Regions from separate parts of the Oryctolagus cuniculus genome. Here region 1 is linked to region 2. A link is a contact called in public Micro-C data. All regions are on one chromosome and are shown on one strand. Each heading gives the region's core, a stretch centred on a gene start, on an enhancer-like site or on the middle of the called end of the contact. The rest is flanking DNA. Distances are from core to core; before and after follow the strand shown.

The links. A called contact is a pair of places that touch in the nucleus more often than the background predicts.
Region 1: a contact with region 2 is called in a Micro-C map of ear pinna, with 3 times the contacts expected there. The contact joins the promoter of SNTA1 here to the promoter of C11H20orf144 in region 2. A contact is called at or near these places in 4 of 6 Hi-C or Micro-C datasets (ear pinna, embryonic fibroblasts, skin fibroblasts and 1 more).

Annotation. Positions count from the first base shown.
Region 1 is chr11:24,567,483-24,572,514 of mOryCun1.1, forward strand. SNTA1 (syntrophin alpha 1) reads left to right here and starts at 1,648. Exons shown (of 9, transcript NM_001082333.1): 1 at 1,648-2,066. The coding sequence starts at 1,757.
Region 2 is chr11:24,399,011-24,404,261 of mOryCun1.1, forward strand. C11H20orf144 (chromosome 11 C20orf144 homolog) reads right to left here and starts at 2,533. Exons shown (of 2, transcript XM_051840254.2): 1 at 2,306-2,533; 2 at 1,429-1,858. The coding sequence starts at 2,431. The coding sequence ends at 1,484. NECAB3 (N-terminal EF-hand calcium binding protein 3) reads left to right here. Exons shown (of 13, transcript XM_017341677.3): 6 at 3,773-3,909; 7 at 4,390-4,508; 8 at 4,626-4,705; 9 at 4,809-4,871. It overlaps ACTL10 (actin like 10), which reads right to left and starts at 365. Exons shown (of 1, transcript XM_051840253.2): 1 at 1-365. The coding sequence starts at 350. LOC127491128 (a long non-coding RNA gene) reads right to left here and starts at 4,395. Exons shown (of 2, transcript XR_007917117.2): 1 at 4,301-4,395; 2 at 4,006-4,177.

The DNA.
Region 1 (5,032 bases), core at 398-2,897, 170 kb after region 2:
CTTCCATTTGGGTTCACCCCCAAATGGCCACAATAACTGAGGCTCAACCAGGCCAAGTCAGGAGCATGGAACTGCATCTGGGTCTTCCATGCAGGTGGCAAGGAAATAAAGCCCTCAGCAGTCATGGCTACTTCCCAGGATGTGCATTAGCAGGAAGCCGCTAATCACTTATTTGAAAGGGGGAGAGAGAGAGAGAGAGAGAGAGAGAGAGAGATCTTCCATCCAGCGGTTCACTCCCCAGATGGCTGGGCCAGGCCAAAAGCCAAGAGCCAGAAGCTTCTTTAGAGCGTCCCACATAGGTGGCAGGGGTGCACGCACTTGGGCCAGCTTGCATTGCCTTCCCAGGTGCATTAGCAGAGAGCTGGATTGGAAGTGGAGCAGCTGGGACTCAAACCAGTGCCCATATGGACTGCTGGTGTTGCAGGTGGTGGCTTTACCCACTGTGCCACAACACTGGCCCCTGTGGGGCATTTTAATTATCCACCTAAAAAGGAGGACAGAGACAGGGGCAGATAAGAGGTGGGGTTTCTCTGATAACAACCTTAATTTTGTATTTGGCAAACGTCTAGCAGAGTGGTTCAGGGACCAATCCCTGGTGTCAAATAGGCTTAGGTCTGAGTCCAGCTCTGCTCTGCTACTAAGTGTGTGACCAGGGCCAATTAGACCTTGGAAACCCAAGTTTTCCCTTCTGTATAATGGGGGTGTTCTTGATAGGAGCTACCCCGTGAGGCTACTGTAAAGACAACACACAGAAAATGCCCAACGCTAGGCCTGGCCGATAGCAAGCATACCACAAATGAAAGCGATCTATGGATGGCATAGGAATTCACAGTGTACAATGTGTTCCACACTGATATATCCTTACAAAGATTCCGTGAGGTAGGGATTATTATGATCCCATTTCACAGATGAGAGAATTGAGGCATAGAAAGGTGAGGTGACAAGACCAAGGTCCACTAGGAGATAGCAGAGTGTCTGCGCCAGGATGGGAAGCCAGCCTTCCAGACCCCCAGAATTAGAGCCCCACTTTGCAGCCTTCTCACACCTCTCATGATTCTGGATTCTTCCCCAGGCCTGTGCACAGAATAGGGCATTTATCTCTTAAACTCCTCCCCAGCTTTCAAGGTCTGACCCCCCCTACCCGCGCAGGCCCGCGTGGAGTCCGAGGTGCGCTTCTACAGGTGGGCGGGGCCGTGGCCTCCAGAAGCCACGCCCACAAGCCAAAGCCCGGATCCTCAAATAGGACAACTGCCCCTTCCCAGGCTCCCCCAATAGGAACTCTGCAGTCAAAGCCCCCGGAGTCCCGGCCCTCCACCAAACTCAGCCGTGCCCCAAAGCTCTCCGTCTGGCACCCAGTATCCACGGTTCTGCGCCTTTTTCTCGCGCTCCAAGTCAGTGCTCCTGGACGGCCACGGAAAAGGTTTCTTCCGAGGGCTCCCCAGGGCCCTGCCCCAAGACGAAACCGCGCCCCTCCGCGGCCCCGCCCCGCCCCCGTGGGGCCCACCCTCCACGTGGTCCCACTCCAGCTCCTCGGGCTTGGGGCCCCGCCCCAGCCTCCCTCGCGCGTCCTGGCTCCGCCCTTGGCGTTGGCCACACCCCCGAGGCGGCCCCGCCCCGAGGCTCCACCCCCGGGGCCGGGGTAGGGTGGCGGCTGGCCCAGCCGGGCCCCCGCTGCCCTCCGCCCTGGGCGCCGGGTCGGAGTGGGCCGGGCAGGCGGGCCGGGGCTCGGTTGCGACCCGGGGGCTCGGTGGCGAAGATGGCGTCCGGCAGGCGCGCCCCGCGAACCGGACTGCTGGAGCTTCGTGCCGGGACGGGCGCGGGGGCAGGCGGAGAGCGCTGGCAGCGGGTGCTGGTCAGTCTGGCGGAGGACGCGCTGACCGTGAGCCCCGCCGACGGCGAGCCAGGCCCCGAGCCCGGCGCTGCGCGGGAGCCGGAGCCCGCACAGCTCAACGGCGCCGCTGAGCCGGGCGCGGCGCCCCCGCAGTTGCCCGAGGCGCTGCTGCTCCAGCGGCGCCGCGTGACGGTGCGCAAGGCCGACGCGGGCGGGCTGGGCATCAGCATCAAAGGTGGGCGCGGGCGCCTATGCGGGGCAGCGGGGCGCGCTGTCTGTGGGGACGCTGAGGGCGCAGGGGCCGCGGGGCTGGTTGCGCGCCGCGGATGTGGAGTTGGCGGCCCCTGTCGGGGGGCTTGGGTGCGTGTGAGGAAACCTCCCAGGGCACTGGGGGGCTCCAAGGTCGCAGGGGTTTCTGGGGCTATGGGTGGACACGGAAGGCACAGGTGTGGATGAGGTCGGCGGCACACTAGGACTCAGGGGAGGGGAGTTCTGTGTTCGAGCACAGGGGTATGAGAGGGGACTAGCAAGGGCGCCAGAGGCCGGAGGTCCCTAGGAGGTCAGAGGTGGGAGAATGGGGGGTTGAGGCTCTGGGCTACTGGAGAGACATCCAGCGGAAGCCCCTGAGACCCTCTCAAGGTCGTGGAGGGTGTGCTACCGGCCGGAGTTCCTGGCTGAGATCACAGACAGGGTCCAGCAGGTTCCTGGACACCAGCGACCCCAGGAAGGCTGTGTTCCTGGGTGAGGAGCCCAACACCTGGGGTTTGCATCCAGGTCCGGTCCTCTGCACTTTGCCTTGCACAGGTGGAGAGGGTGGGCACCGTTGCCTCTTCTCCCAGGAGCTCTCAGCTTCCGATCCGGACAAACTTCTTTAGAGTACAGGTAGTTTGTGAGTTCAAGATCAGCCGTGTGAACTCGGACAGTCACTTCCCGCCTCTGTCCTCAGTGTCCCCAGCTGTAGTGTGAGAGTGAGGATCTGTGAGCGCAGGCTCTCCCTGCCAGCACACAGTAGGTGCCTGGCAATGAGCTGCTGTTGCATGAGAGGAACAGTGGAGGCCAGGAGACTCCCAAAGCCGCAGTGCCTGGTGCGGGAATCCCTCAGGCCTCCAGCTGCCAGCTCACCGTTCCTGCCTGGTTGCTTCTCAGGGTCCCGTCCCCTACAGAGTGAGTTGGGAAAGGGTGTCAGCCCTTGTATCACCTTGAACATGCGCTCTTCCCTCCCTGGCTCTCCCTGCTGCTGGCTCCGTTCACTGGGGCCTCTGGACCCTTTGGCTGGGGTGAGGGGGTGGGGCTGGAGGCAAATACCACGCTGTCACCGGGTGCCAGGTGCTGTGCCAGCCACTTCATCCGGGCAACAAGTGGTAAAGGTAGGCAGTAAATCCCAGTGTTTTTTTTTTTTTTTTTTTTAGATTTATTTTATTTGAAAGGCAGAGGGAGAGACAGAGAGAAGAGACAGATTGATCTTCCATGCCCTGGTTCACTCCCTAAATGGCCACAATGATTAGCACTGGGCAAGGCCAGAGCCAGGAACCAGGAACTCCATCCTGGTCTCCCACATGGGTGGCAGAAGTCCAAGGCCTTAAAAAGCCCTGTTTTGCAGGCGAAGAGACTGATATTCAGAAAGGTATAGTGACTTTCCCAGAATCACACCATTCTGTGAGTGGCAGAGCTGGGATCTGTAACCAAGCCATTGTTCTCCAGGGAGTGCCCAGGGCAGCTTTCCTGTGGAAGAGCAAACTCCCAGGAAGCCAACAAAAGGGGTGTAGAAGAGGGAAATGAGGAAGTCAGGGGTGGTCCCAGTTTTACCCCAGACTTCAGCCTGGGGTGGGGCAACAGGAACACCCAGTGGGTCAGAGCAGGAAAGAACTTGAGAGTTTGGATAGGATTCCATTTTGCAGATGGCAAACTGAGACACAGCAAGGAGACAGGACTTTCCAAGGTCACACACAGTTACTCTCAGGTTCCATACTTCCAGGTGGGGGTGAGGCTACTTTTAGGAGACTTCAGGGGAAAGCACCAGTTCCATCCAAGGCCTTGGGGATGGAGACCAGGTGCCTGTTGCCATGGTAACCTCCCTCTAGGGTCCAGCTGGATCCCAGGCAGTCATGAATGATTGTAGCTTCCAGCTGCCTGGTTTAGGTGGGGGAGGGCAGGTGTAAATAGAACCCCTTCCTTCCCAGGCCCCATGTGCTGTGCACTGCCGTGAGCGAGCAGTTGTGTCTGGGGGGGGGGGCAGGAGAGGGGTTCCAGTCCCAGGTCTGCCATTAGGCAGCTTGTGTGACCTTGGAACCAGGATCTCCCTCTCTGGGCCACTAGTTGCTCATCTTCAGGACTCCTGGGTTAGGCCAGAAGTGTGAAATCTGGGGGCCTGACCCGCACAGTCCACTGTAGGTTTAACAGGGCTGTTTCTGGAGCCAGCAGCCTTAGGTTCAAAATCTGGCTGTGCCCCTTCATGGATGAGTGACCTTGGACAAGGGGCTTCCGTTTCCCTTTGGGCATCTGAGCCTAGCTGTGTGGCGGGTGTTGGGAGGATGCAGTGAGACAACTGAGGAAGCATTTAGCTCCCTACTTGGCCCATGGTATGTGGAACTAATAGGAACTGATTACATTTCTTGTTTATAAAAGGCATTTGAGAACTTAGCAATAAAGTATTCAGTAGAGCACATTTGCTTCTTTTGTATCAGAGATCCAGTTCAGATAGACTTTTGCAATCTCTAGATTTTAGCAGGGGTGGGGAGCCTTTTTTTCTGCCAAGGGCCATGTGGATATTTATAACATCATTTGCAGGCCATGCAAAATTATCAACTTAAAAATCAGCCTGCTATAGATTTATTGGATTCCGAGTCCTGCCTGTGGTTGCCTGGCAGGGCCAGACCAAATGATTTTGAGGGCCTTATATGGCCTGTGGGCCTGTCACTCCCCACCCCTGCTCTAAGGCCTTGGGTTCCAGCCTGGATCCTGGACTGTAAAACTTTAGGATTGTCAGCGAGGTGCCCTGGAGCCCTAGCAATAGCTAACTGTTAGTTTAATTGCGGGTAGGGAGGTGTCATTGTGGGAAAATTGCTTAAATTCAAAATATTTTTAAAAAGTTAAAAAGCTTTGAACTTCAAGTTATTAACTTTGCAAGTTACTCAAAGCATTTAACCAGCAGACCCAGCTGCCAAACTCTAGCATTGTGAATTTAACAATGACAGTCTCACC
Region 2 (5,251 bases), core at 1,283-3,782:
CTTGGAGGATGAAGGTCCTGGTCCCGCGCTCGAGGAGGGATGGGAGAAGGAAGAACGTGGATTGGACGCATTGTGACCTCAGTCCTCGGCCCCTCCCCACGGAAGCTCCCGGCACCCTTCCTCTCCCGGCAGCTGTGTGGGCAAAGGGGGGTCCCACACAAACAGGCTGGTTCCTTCCCAAAGCGCTCTGCATTGTCCAGTGGGCCCTGCACCTTCGAGGCCTTCGACTCCCTGTGCAGCCCCAAGCAGTCCTCTCCCTCTGAGCTGTCTTCCTCCATCCCCTTGCACAAGGAGGAGGCCGCGTCTCGTGTCTGTGGGCGCACACTTTTTGGGACCACTTTGGTGGCCATTAGGAGGATGTAAGCTAAAGTGTGGGGTTTTTATTTATCTTTTAAAGATTAATTACTAGAAAGAGAGAGGCCTTCAAACCTACTGGTTCACTCCCCAAATGGCCGCAATGGCCAGGGCTGCGCTGATCCGAAGCCAGGAGCCTCCTCTGGGTCTCCCACACGGGTTCAGGGGCCCGAGAACTTGGGCCATCTTGTACTGCTTTCCCGGGCCACAGCAGAGAGCTGGACTGGAAGTGGAGCAGCCGGGACTCGAACCAGTGCCCATATGGGATGTTGGCACTGCAGGCGCCAGCCCCTGAAGTGTGGGTTTTATTGCAAGGCTCTGTATTGGACACCAAAGGCAAGGGCACAGTCAGGTGTCAGGAGCTAGGTCTGATCACAAGGCTGTGGGGAGCCAGGAGGTGCCCTGGCGATGCAGTGCAGCCCCAGGGAGGGCACTGGCGGGACTTACTTGGGCCGGTCCCGGGAGGCTCATTGCACGAGGAACCTGGGGGAGGTGAGAAGGCACAGTTCTGAGAATCCGCGGGTCAGGCCCCCGGACAAGGGCAGTGGATCGCATTGTGGGTGACACAGGCGTGCCTTCTGTAGGTTCTGAGGGGGCCGTGTGAAGCTGGTCACCAGTGGGGGGCTGGGGAGGAACCACTGGATCTTGCCCCCAGGAACTGTGCCAGGCGCCTCTCGAATGACTTAGCGAGCATCACCCTGGAGGCCGCGTGTGGCCATAGCCACCTGGAGGCCCAAGGGGGAGGAGTGAGGCTGGGCCTGCAGAGCGCCCTGGGCACTTCCTTGGGAGGGGGCAGCAGCGTGGGGCTCTAGAGCAGGGAGTGTGCTGCCCCGGACGGACGCGGGCAGGGCCGGAGGGGGCGAGGCCCAGGGGCGCCAACTCTCCTGGGCGAGCTCTAGACCCTGACCCTCCCCGCTTCCCCGGGATGGTGTCTGTTGGCTGGGGCCCTCCCTCTGCCTGCGCCGGGTGTCTTTGTTGTGGGCTTGCCCTGCCCGCCACCCTTGGGCCTGCAGCCCTGGCGCGGTAGCTTTGCCCGGCGCCCACCCCTCTCCGGCAGAGCTGGCAGCGGCCGCGTTGCTCTGAGCTCTTTATTGGGCCGGGTCTCTGGGCAGGGGGCTGCGCCGGCGGCTCAGGGCCGTGGGCGAGGGCAGCGGCGCCGCTTGCGTGGCCGTTCCTCGCCGGGCGCCGCGCTGGAGGCGGGCGGGCTGGCGTCGGGCCGCGGCCCGCTGCCGGGGGCCTTGGGCCCGCCCGCCGCGCGGCGCCCGTCTTCGCGCAGCCTTGCGTCCAGCAGTAGCAGCACCACCAGGATTTTTTTCATCTCTCTCTCGCGTGTGCCTTCGCGCCGCTCGGTGCCGTCGCCCGCTCCCCGCAGCATGGGCGCCGCCGCGGGGAAGCCCACCGAGCCGCGCGGCACGTCTTCCCCGGGCTGCGCTCCTGGGCCCGCGGCCGCCGCCTCGGCTCTCTGCTGCCGCTTGTCCAAGTGGAGAAGCAGCAGGATCTTGGCCTGGGGGAGGGGCAGGGCATGAGGGGAAGCACCCTGTACGGCTGCGCCCGCCTCCCGGGGACCCTCAACCACCTGGTCTTATCTCCCAGGACCTGTCTTCCCTGGCGGAAGTGGGTGGGGGTCCACCCTTCCCTGCTTGGCGCCAGGGACCCTCACCCAACCTGCCCACCGCGGCAGACCCCGGCCCAGCCCCGCTGGCTTACTGAGAGCCCACCCTCCCAGCCTTCACCTACCCCTCCTGGTCCTGGGCCTCTGCTCCTTTGAGGAGGGGGGAAGGGCTGGGGCGGTAGGGGGTTCCCCGTGCTACAGCCCCCAGTAGCTGGCAACCAGGGCTGACTCCCTGGCTGGCCTGAGGCACATCTGCCCAGGGTTGGAAGCCTGGGCACCTTCTGGCTCCCCGAATCCCTGGCCTGCTCCTGGGCCCAGTGCCCACCCCCCAGCACTCACACCCGGTTTCTTGCCCTTGAGGTGGCTGAAGAACTGTTTCCTCCCGGCCTCGTCCGCGTCAGGCGGGATCTCCTCGCAGGCCTGCGTGGGCGCTTTGGCCCGCTTCTGGGAACTGCTGTTTCCCATGGCAGTGCTGGTCACCACTGGGGGCCACGGCCCAGGCCACCTCTGCCCTGCCCGCCGGGGACCCTGGCCTAGCCTTGGCCTGGAGGCCACATTGTGACCTCATGGTTGACCTCACCACTCCAGGCACCCACTGGCAAGTCTGGGTTCTGTTTACTCTGTGACTTCTGGCCTTGGTTTCTCATCAAAGCTGGACTTGGGATCGCAGACGAGGGCCTCGGTGGGGAGTAGAGAGGAAATTCTGTGGTGTGGGCCTGGCTTCTGGCCTCCACTGACCCAAGTCTTCTCATCTGTGGAATGGGCTCAGCCGTGCTTCCTGGAAGTTGCTGCAAGGGTTAAGGGCAATTTCGTGTAGCAGTGCCTGGCGCACAGCGGGTGCTTGTGTCAGCTGGGCATTTTGGTTGCAACTAGGGGAAACCCGTCAGCCATTTTAAGAACCAAAAAGGGAACGTATGAGAGGACCTCCCGGGGACACATGCTACTGGCCTGTCGCAGCAGGGAGGCCCCAGCCCTCTCCGTCCCTGTCTTCCACCGGAAGCCTGGCCCAGGAGCTTCCCACCTGGTGCCTGAGCCGAGGCAAGTCGTGTGCCGGCCCAGGTTGCCTGTGCCAGTGGGCAGGGTCCTTGTTGGTGTCATTTCTGACAGCAGTGACGACAGCTCTAAGGGGTGGAGGACTTGTGTGCCAGGTGCTGGGCTGAGCCCCAAGTAGGACGTCCCTGACGCAGCCACTCAACGGCTCCGTGTCATGAGTGTTAACGTTCTTATAGATGGGGAAACTGAGGCACACGGAAGTGAAGGTAGCGCGGGAGTTTCTGAGAGTCCTGAGGTGGTCAGCTCCCTGACCTCTGCCCACCTTGGGGGGTGAGCGGTAATTCTTGTTGGGGCCAATGCTGGTGTGATGTGTGTGTGTGGGCAGCAGTCCTGGGTCTTGTAGCTGCGGCTCCTAGTACAAAGTTTATTGCATGGATGAATGAACAAGGATGTAGGTTCTGAGTCTGGGACCAGCTGGTAGGTGTGGGGTCACATGACACCGTGTGCCACACCCTGCCCTCGGATGGCCTGTGCGCACTGCCCTCCGCCCCACCCAGCCTAGCTGTGCGGGGGGCTCACTGGCCATAGCAATCCTGAAGGCGGTAGCCCCAGTGGGGAAGGGGCCTCGTGGTCCAGAAAGCCAGCTGGCCAGCGGCCTCTTGAGAGCCGGCCTCACACCTGCGAGCAAGGAAGGTCGCGGTGCCCGCTTGTGCCAGGTCTGCCTGCCCCCGTGCTCTGACGGCCACGAGGGAGCGAGCAGGAGGGCGGCTCCCCGCCCAGGCTGGGCGATGCCACAGCCCCTGTGCCCCGCAGGAGTACGAGCAGGCCTCCAAAGTGGACCAGTTCGTGACGCGCTTCCTGCTGCGAGAGACGGCGAGCCAGCTGCAGGCCCTGCAGAGCTCCCTGGAGGGGGCATCCGACACGCTGGAGGCCCAGGCCCGCGACCTGCGGTACGTGAGGGCCCTGCCAGCCCGGGTCCCACGCAGGAGTGCCTGCTGTCCCCACACTGCAGTGCCCTAGGCTTTCCCAAGCGGATGAAGCAAGCATGATTTTTTATTATTTATTTGAAAGGCACGGGGCAGAGACAGAGAACCTGCTTGTTCACTCTCCCAGTGGCCGAAGTGACGGGCTGGGCCAGGCCGAAGCCAGGCGCTTCTGCTGGGTCCCCCGTGTGGGTGTCAGAGAGCCCAAGGACTTGGGCCATCTCCCACTGCATCCCTAGGTGCAAAACCAGGGAGCTGGATTGGAAGTGGAGCAGCCTGGACTTGAACCGGTGCCCACATGGGATCGTGGCACTTTGCCACAATGCCGGCCCCTGAACTCCAGCATCTTGGAACTCACCTTCGTGGGCAGGGAGACCCTGAGGGACCGAGGGTGGCGGGCTCTGGGGCTGGGTGGAGGGGAGGTGGGCTGAGCCACCCCTTCCCTAGGTCAGATGAAGAGAGTGCTGAAGTGCAGAGCAGGCCCCGCGGCAGCCGGCGGGCAGGGCGCAGGGCCCTGAGAATTGTCCCTCGGTCGCCTACCTGGTCTCCTGGCTGCTCGGACACAGGTGTGCCTGCGGCGGGGTGGGTGTGGCATCCCCTGCACCCCAGGGCCTGCTCCTCCTGTTGGGCCGAGGGGGCTCCCGGCCCAACAGGCCCACGCCTGACCCCGCCGGGTTCCTCAGGACGCAGCTCGGAGGCCGAGTCGCAGTGGCGGCTCCAGGTCAGCCGTCTCCAGGAGCTCATCGATCAGCTTGAGTGCAAGGTGAGTGCTGTGCGACCGCTCCCAGGCCAGGCATGCGGGGGGGGGGGGGGGGGCAGGGCAGGGGGGGCGGCCCGGCCTGGCCCACACTCGGTGTCTTTCACAGGCCCCCCGGCTGGAACCCCTGCAGGAAGAGGACCTGGCCAAGGGGCCTGGCCCGGTGAGGCAGGTGGCTGGATGTCAGGGACGGGGGTGGGGTGGGGTGGGGGGGCTCCAAGGGCCCCCTGCAGTGCATGCCTGCCTCTCCCCCGTCCCGCTCCCCGCCTGGCTGGTGTTGGGTTTTGGGGTCACTGCCCCTCTGAGCCTCCATTCCCCATCTGTGTTGCTCAAAATCAGGTCTGGGCCAGTACAGATGGAAGCTGGTGGGGACAAACCACAGAAGAGGGGGACGATGGCTGGATCGTGGCAGCCACTTTAGAGATGGGGCGAGGAGGATGGAGTCAGAGATGTTGGGGGCCAGGTGGCGGCGGGAAGGGTGGGGTGCTCCTGCAGGCCGCACCTAGCCCCTCACCCTGCGCTGCGCCCGCTAACTGGAGCCTCTCTTGCCAG